Regions from separate parts of the Oryctolagus cuniculus genome. Here region 2 is linked to region 1. A link is a contact called in public Hi-C data. All regions are on one chromosome and are shown on one strand. Each heading gives the region's core, a stretch centred on a gene start, on an enhancer-like site or on the middle of the called end of the contact. The rest is flanking DNA. Distances are from core to core; before and after follow the strand shown.

Region 1 (2,858 bases), core at 257-2,756:
CTGAGTGAATTTTACTTTAGGGCCCCGATGATAGATTTTGCCTGCCAGTGTGTCCCTGCTGCCTCTATCATCCCTCCTCACTTCGTGACCATGTGTCCTAGTTTGCTGGGGAAAGTCACTACTTACGCTCTCATCCCCATATTATTGTGAATAGCTTCTCTCCTTTCACTCTCAAAGTATCCCAGTTTGGATGACAAATCACGTGGTTCTACTTCTCATCCTTCTCCTCCTGGTCTCTTTTCTCAGATCAACCTAGAAAGAATACATGTCTTCAGGGCTCAGACTTTCTTCAGTGATAAGCTTAAGAAAGTCCCAGAGGGGTCTGTCCAAATGCTGTATAATTAACAGGCACAGCAGATCTATGGTGTTGGAAGTCAGGACAGTAGCTTCCTCGAAGGAATGCATCCTGGGGCTCATGCGAGGGAGCTTCTGGGGTGCTGAGGGTGTGCTGCTTCTACTGAGGACTGTTGGTGAGAATTCATTATACTGTAGTACTTATCCTCCTTTTCTGTATGTGTTAGACTTCCATGATTTTTTTAAAAAGGAGGGTGAAATTATAATCCATATAGAAGTGCTAAAGTCAGTGCTTAGTCTTTTTCATGAATACAGTTGCTCTCATTGACAAATTCTTATCAGCACCAGCAAGTGCTACAGTACCCAAGAAATCTACTGCCCATCTTCTTGGATGTTTGCATTGTTTTATTAAGGAAATATATGTTGTCAATCACAAAATACAGTGCAGTCTTGTTCATTATGTGATTCTTTCAATGATTTGTGAATGAGACATTTTCTTACATTACAGATGAGAAACTGTCACCAAGATGTTGAAAAGCAGATTGAGTTTATATATGGGCTGAACTTACTGATAACAGGGAAATTGCCGTGGTTTTCAGCTGTCTTGATCACAGAATCAGATTAAATGTATGGCTGAGCATATAGGTCGGCAGATATCAACTATGAGAACTTAAAACCAAATAAAATTAAACTACAACTAGAAAAGATATATCAATTTATTTTGGCTTTTGTCCAGAATGTTAATATTTGAATTGAGATCAAGACCAATGGTTTCTGAAATCATTGTCAAGTTCCAGGCGACAAGACTCAGTTTCATATTGAGAGAATTCTCTGAGTGTTCAACATGAGCCCTATCTGTTTGAGTCCAGTTCTTCTGGTTGAGAAAGAGGTCCACCAGGTAGAGTTATCCCAGAGAATCCTTAACCACTGTCTCCACTTCCGTTCCATTCTATGCCACGTTACCCTCAACCCTGAGCAAGAGAGTAATGGCTCCCCTCTTTAGGCACAGCTAACATGGACAACTGAAGTGAATGAGTTGTCATTACTAAATATATAAATACAATACATAAATGTCATGGTGAAATAAACAATATGCCAAGTAATAGAGGACTGAAAAAACATCAGAGCACTTAAGAAGTTCATGGAGAAATAGAATTAAAAGATGATTTTATTTTGATGCAAAAGAAAATTTAAATCCATGCATTGGCGAGTTTACCCAGCAGGACTGAGAGGTGACCAAAGCCACATAATGTCAGTAACTCGTTCATCCGTCCATGCCAAATGGATTGTGGGGAAAGTGATTGGGACAGCAATGCAAAAAACTGCCAAAGTGAGGGTGACCAGGCTTGTTCTGGATCCCTACTTACTAAAGTACTTTAATAAGAGAAAAACCTACTTTGCTCACGATGCTCTTCAGCAGTGCACTGTTGGGGATATTGTGCTTCTCAAAGCTTTACCTGTCCCACGGACAAAGCACGTGAAGCATGAACTGGCTGAGATTGTTTTCAAAGTTGGAAGAGTGATAGATCCAGTGACAGGAAAACCCTGTGCAGGCACCACCTACCTGGAGAGTCCAGTCAGTGTGGAAACCACCCCCCTAACCAAAAATCTGGAAGAACTCAATATCTCCTCAACACAGTGAAGGAGGGTTGGAAGGAGGAGCCAAAGGGAAAGACTGACACATTTGCTTTGTGGAAAACGAAATTTGCCTACCGTTCATCACACACCGTCCAGCGTCTGCTGTAGTATTTATGAAATAGCTAAAAGTAAATGAGGTAAAGGGCTTGTTATACCTTTTCGTAAAAGCTCATGATCAAGTTTCAGATTTTAAGTAAAGATACTTTTATGTTATGCTAAAAAAAAAATCCATGCATTATGTTTTCATAGTACACATTTCCATGAATGTTTTGAAGACCCATTATATAAATGATTTCAAAAATTGTTACCCCAATAAATTATCTAATTACATTTTCCATGAACTTTGAAATACCCTCATAGAGGCCAAAAAATACCAAAGCTGTATAAAAAGAGAAACTATCAAAAGTAGATAAAGTCAGAGAGCTATCTATTCAAGTGAACAAATAAAAAAAGCAGCAAAATCCTGGCGGGGGGGTGGTGTCTCATGTCTTGGACTGAAGTGAGTTTGAACTACCCATGCTGTGTTAACTGTTGATGAAATGTCATTGAGCTTAAAATAAAATAAGTTTGTAGTCCTAGATAACACTCTCCACCAACATATAAAGAAATAACTCACAGCAATGTACCAATATGTCAAGATTTCTCACAGGAGGCAATATGAAAACTAGCTGGATGGTGTCAGGCTCATTTAAAAGCTCATTTGCTCCCCTTAGTCACTGTCCTTTCACCTTTACATGTCATATATCCTGGGCTCTTGTCTACGTGGCTGTCAAGGCACCAGCTTAATAGTGCCGGTCCGTCAACAGAGATGTGTTAAATGTAAAGATGGCAAAGATCCCTGCGGAAAGGGAAATGCAAAGAACCGGAGCCAGCTGAAGTCATGAGACACCAGGTGACAATAAGACTGTGTCATTTGATAATACATA
Region 2 (2,858 bases), core at 233-2,732, 190 kb after region 1:
CAGAAGCTCTGATCTGTTAATTTACTGAAAGTCACACAACCGGTAAAGAGGAGCCTCCCTGGACATCCTACACAGCCATCATTTTATTAAAATCACAAATTACACAACGAATGCTGTAAATCTGCCCAACCAGAATTCCAGATGCTAACAAGTAAATTAGTCAGACATTCCTCCATTCCAGTTATTCCTGTTTCATTTTCCCTGGTAAATACTAAATTTCAAGTTGTTCCACAAAGCAGAATCTTTCCCATATTGTGATACCAAGTCCCATGTAGTGAAAGGAAGGCGACAGGAGGAAGTGGATTAAGGTGAATGTGTTTCCTTCCGTTATGGCTAGAACGAAGTACAAAATTCTGCAATCTTTCAAAAAGTAGAAGTTCTGTTCACAGTGCATTTGGGGGAAACTTGAACCAACACTAACCATTTAAGGTCAAGCAAGCCCTTGGTCAGCCCTCACAGCTCAGCTAACACCATGTCTCCTATTTGTGTCTATGCGCCGGCTCCTAAGGCTCCTCGCCTCAACGCAGCGTGCAGACACCGCGGCCGAGAGCCACACAGCAAGGCCCCGCCACCTCCAGTCTCCGACGCCGCCCTCAAGCCCTAGCGCCCCTCGCAGTCACCCCGGCCGGGTCGGAAGGAGCGCGCGGGAAGTGGCGGGCGCGCGCACGGGGCGGGGACAGCGCGCGGCGCGGGGGCGGGCGCAGGCGGCTCTCCTCACACCGCTCGCCTTTGTTCTCTGCCATTGTGTGGCACTTCCTCCTCAGGCGCTGCTGCCCTGCACCATGGCAGCCGTGAGGAATTCGTGAAGGGACTTTTGGTGCCTTTCCTCCCTTTTCTGTTTGTTTATGAGTACGTGAGGACCTCCTTGGCGCCGCCTCTCGCTCGCGGTCGCCCGCCAGGGCCACGGCAGGAGGCGGGGTGGGACATGTCCTCGCCCCCGCCGGCTTCCCCGCGCCTCCCAGCCCGGTTCTCCTGCAGGAAGCCTCCCTAACCCAGCACTCTCCTGCCCGGTCGCGTCAGGACCACTACGGCAGCGCGCGACCCCTTGCCCGCCTAGGGACGCGGGCTGCGAGCGCGCGGGGCTCCATCGGGCACCAGGGCGCGGGTCGGAGGCCGGCGCGCAGCCCGAGCCCGGCCGCTTCGGCGTCCCGGGAGCCGGCGCGAGCGTCGCCGCAGCCCGCCCCGTCCCTCGCGCTCACGCTCCCCGGCCGCAGCGCGGCCGCCTCAACCCCCTTATATAGCCCTCTAAAAATAGCTCGCATCGCGCCGCCTTGTAAGGCAGCAGGGAGATCCGCAGCGCGCCAATCGGTGCCCGCCGCCGGGGCCAGGCTCCGCCCCGGGCCCCGCTCCGCGCTCCCCATTGGCCCTGAGTGACTTCATGAGCCCCCTGTTTACCTTACATGGTCACACGCGGCCTAATAGACGCCCTCCTCCGAGATCCCACGGCTGCGCGCAGAGCTGGGCGGAGGGAGGGAGTTTGGGGAGGGGGAAGAGCAGGAGGAGGAGAAAAGGGGAGGGGGGAGAGACTACAAACTAGCAAGGCTGGGGTGGGGGGTGGGGAGGGAAGGGAAGGGGGAGAGAGAGAAGCGATCGCGAGAAAAAAAAATGCAACCTCCCAAAATAAAGAGCAAAGATTGCATTAGGAGCGAACAGCGCTGCAGAAATAGATGGCAGCTTCGTGTCAGTGAGTTTGCATCCCCCGTCCTGATCCACGCGCCGGAGTGATCAGAGCCCTGGAAGGGAATTGTTACTCCCGTGAAGTCCCCTTTCCTGGCAGCCGTCTGCACTGTACACGCTGGATGCCTCGCTCCATCCACCCCGCTCACTCTCTCCTCTCTCACCTCCTCGCTCCCTCTCTCCTGCATTGATTTTTTTTTCCTTTATAGTTGACTGAAACAAAACAAAAACAAAAGGGCCACTGGATGTCTGCCTTCTTGGGGGGTGAGCCAGACAGACTGACAAACAAACAGCCCCGACTGTGTCCGGGGGAGGGTGTCTCCTCGCGTTGTGCCCGGCGGCAGCAGCATGGACGTGTTGGCTAGTTATAGTATATTCCAGGAGCTACAACTTGTCCACGACACCGGCTACTTCTCAGCTTTGCCATCCCTGGAGGAGACCTGGCAGCAGGTGAATGATTTAAATTACTTGTGTAAATCGTGTGTCGGTGGAGACGAAGGGGCTGCGTTGGTGTGGGCTGGGGTTGAATTTTTGTTTGTTCATTTTATTTTTCTTTTATATCTCTTTGGACTGTATTTTGTTTAAAATGTTTTCTGCAACAGTCCTATGCGCTTACCTCTCCACCGGCCCCAGTACCGGTAGTGTGCTTTGCGGAGCAGCGGGTCCCAGCTGCCTGCGTTTCAGTCACCAACACACATCCTTGCGCACACGTTGTGGGGGCTCCCTGTCACCCACCCCCCTCCCCGAACAGATCTGCCGAACTTCTGGGGTTCGGAGGAGCCGGGTGGGAAGGGGGTTTGGGGTTTTAGGAGCGATCGCTGACAGGATACCACGTCAGTACGTGCAGGAGCTCTACCTTCTTGGTACCTTAATCAGGTTCATCTCTTTCAACTGGTGCTGACGACTGTCAGATGGGGGTGGGGGATGTTGGGGCAGGAGTGTTTTCCCGGTAAGGAGCTAATGTCAATAAAGGAATAGGAGCTTGCTTTTGAGATTAGAACGTGGGCAGAAGGCAGCAGAGCAAGTGACAAAAGATACTCAGGGATATCTACAAGGAGGATGGAAGATGTGTCTGTCTTGGGCTGACAATGCATCCTGGGCTTCCCCAGTGTAATGCCTCCGGAGAGAAAACACCCTTTGCCCCTGCCCTTCTCTCTCTCTCTCTCTCTCCTCTCCTCTCT

What was found. Hi-C and Micro-C count contacts between places; a contact is called where the count stands out from the background.
Region 2: a contact with region 1 is called in a Hi-C map of an unstated tissue, with 2.2 times the contacts expected there. The contact joins the promoter of KLF7 here to the promoter of LOC100351745 in region 1. A contact is called at or near these places in 2 of 6 Hi-C or Micro-C datasets (ear pinna and an unstated tissue).

What each region holds. Positions count from the first base shown.
Region 1 is chr3:32,520,443-32,523,300 of mOryCun1.1, forward strand. LOC100351745 (small ribosomal subunit protein uS17m) reads left to right here and starts at 1,507. Exons shown (of 1, transcript XM_002712601.5): 1 at 1,507-2,145. The coding sequence starts at 1,544. The coding sequence ends at 1,936. It overlaps LOC103348862 (a long non-coding RNA gene), which reads right to left. Exons shown (of 5, transcript XR_011387574.1): 3 at 127-252.
Region 2 is chr3:32,707,948-32,710,805 of mOryCun1.1, forward strand. It overlaps KLF7 (KLF transcription factor 7), which reads left to right and starts at 1,483. Exons shown (of 4, transcript XM_051848248.2): 1 at 1,483-2,127. The coding sequence starts at 2,026. It overlaps LOC127491571 (a long non-coding RNA gene), which reads right to left and starts at 1,558. Exons shown (of 2, transcript XR_007920306.2): 1 at 1,396-1,558.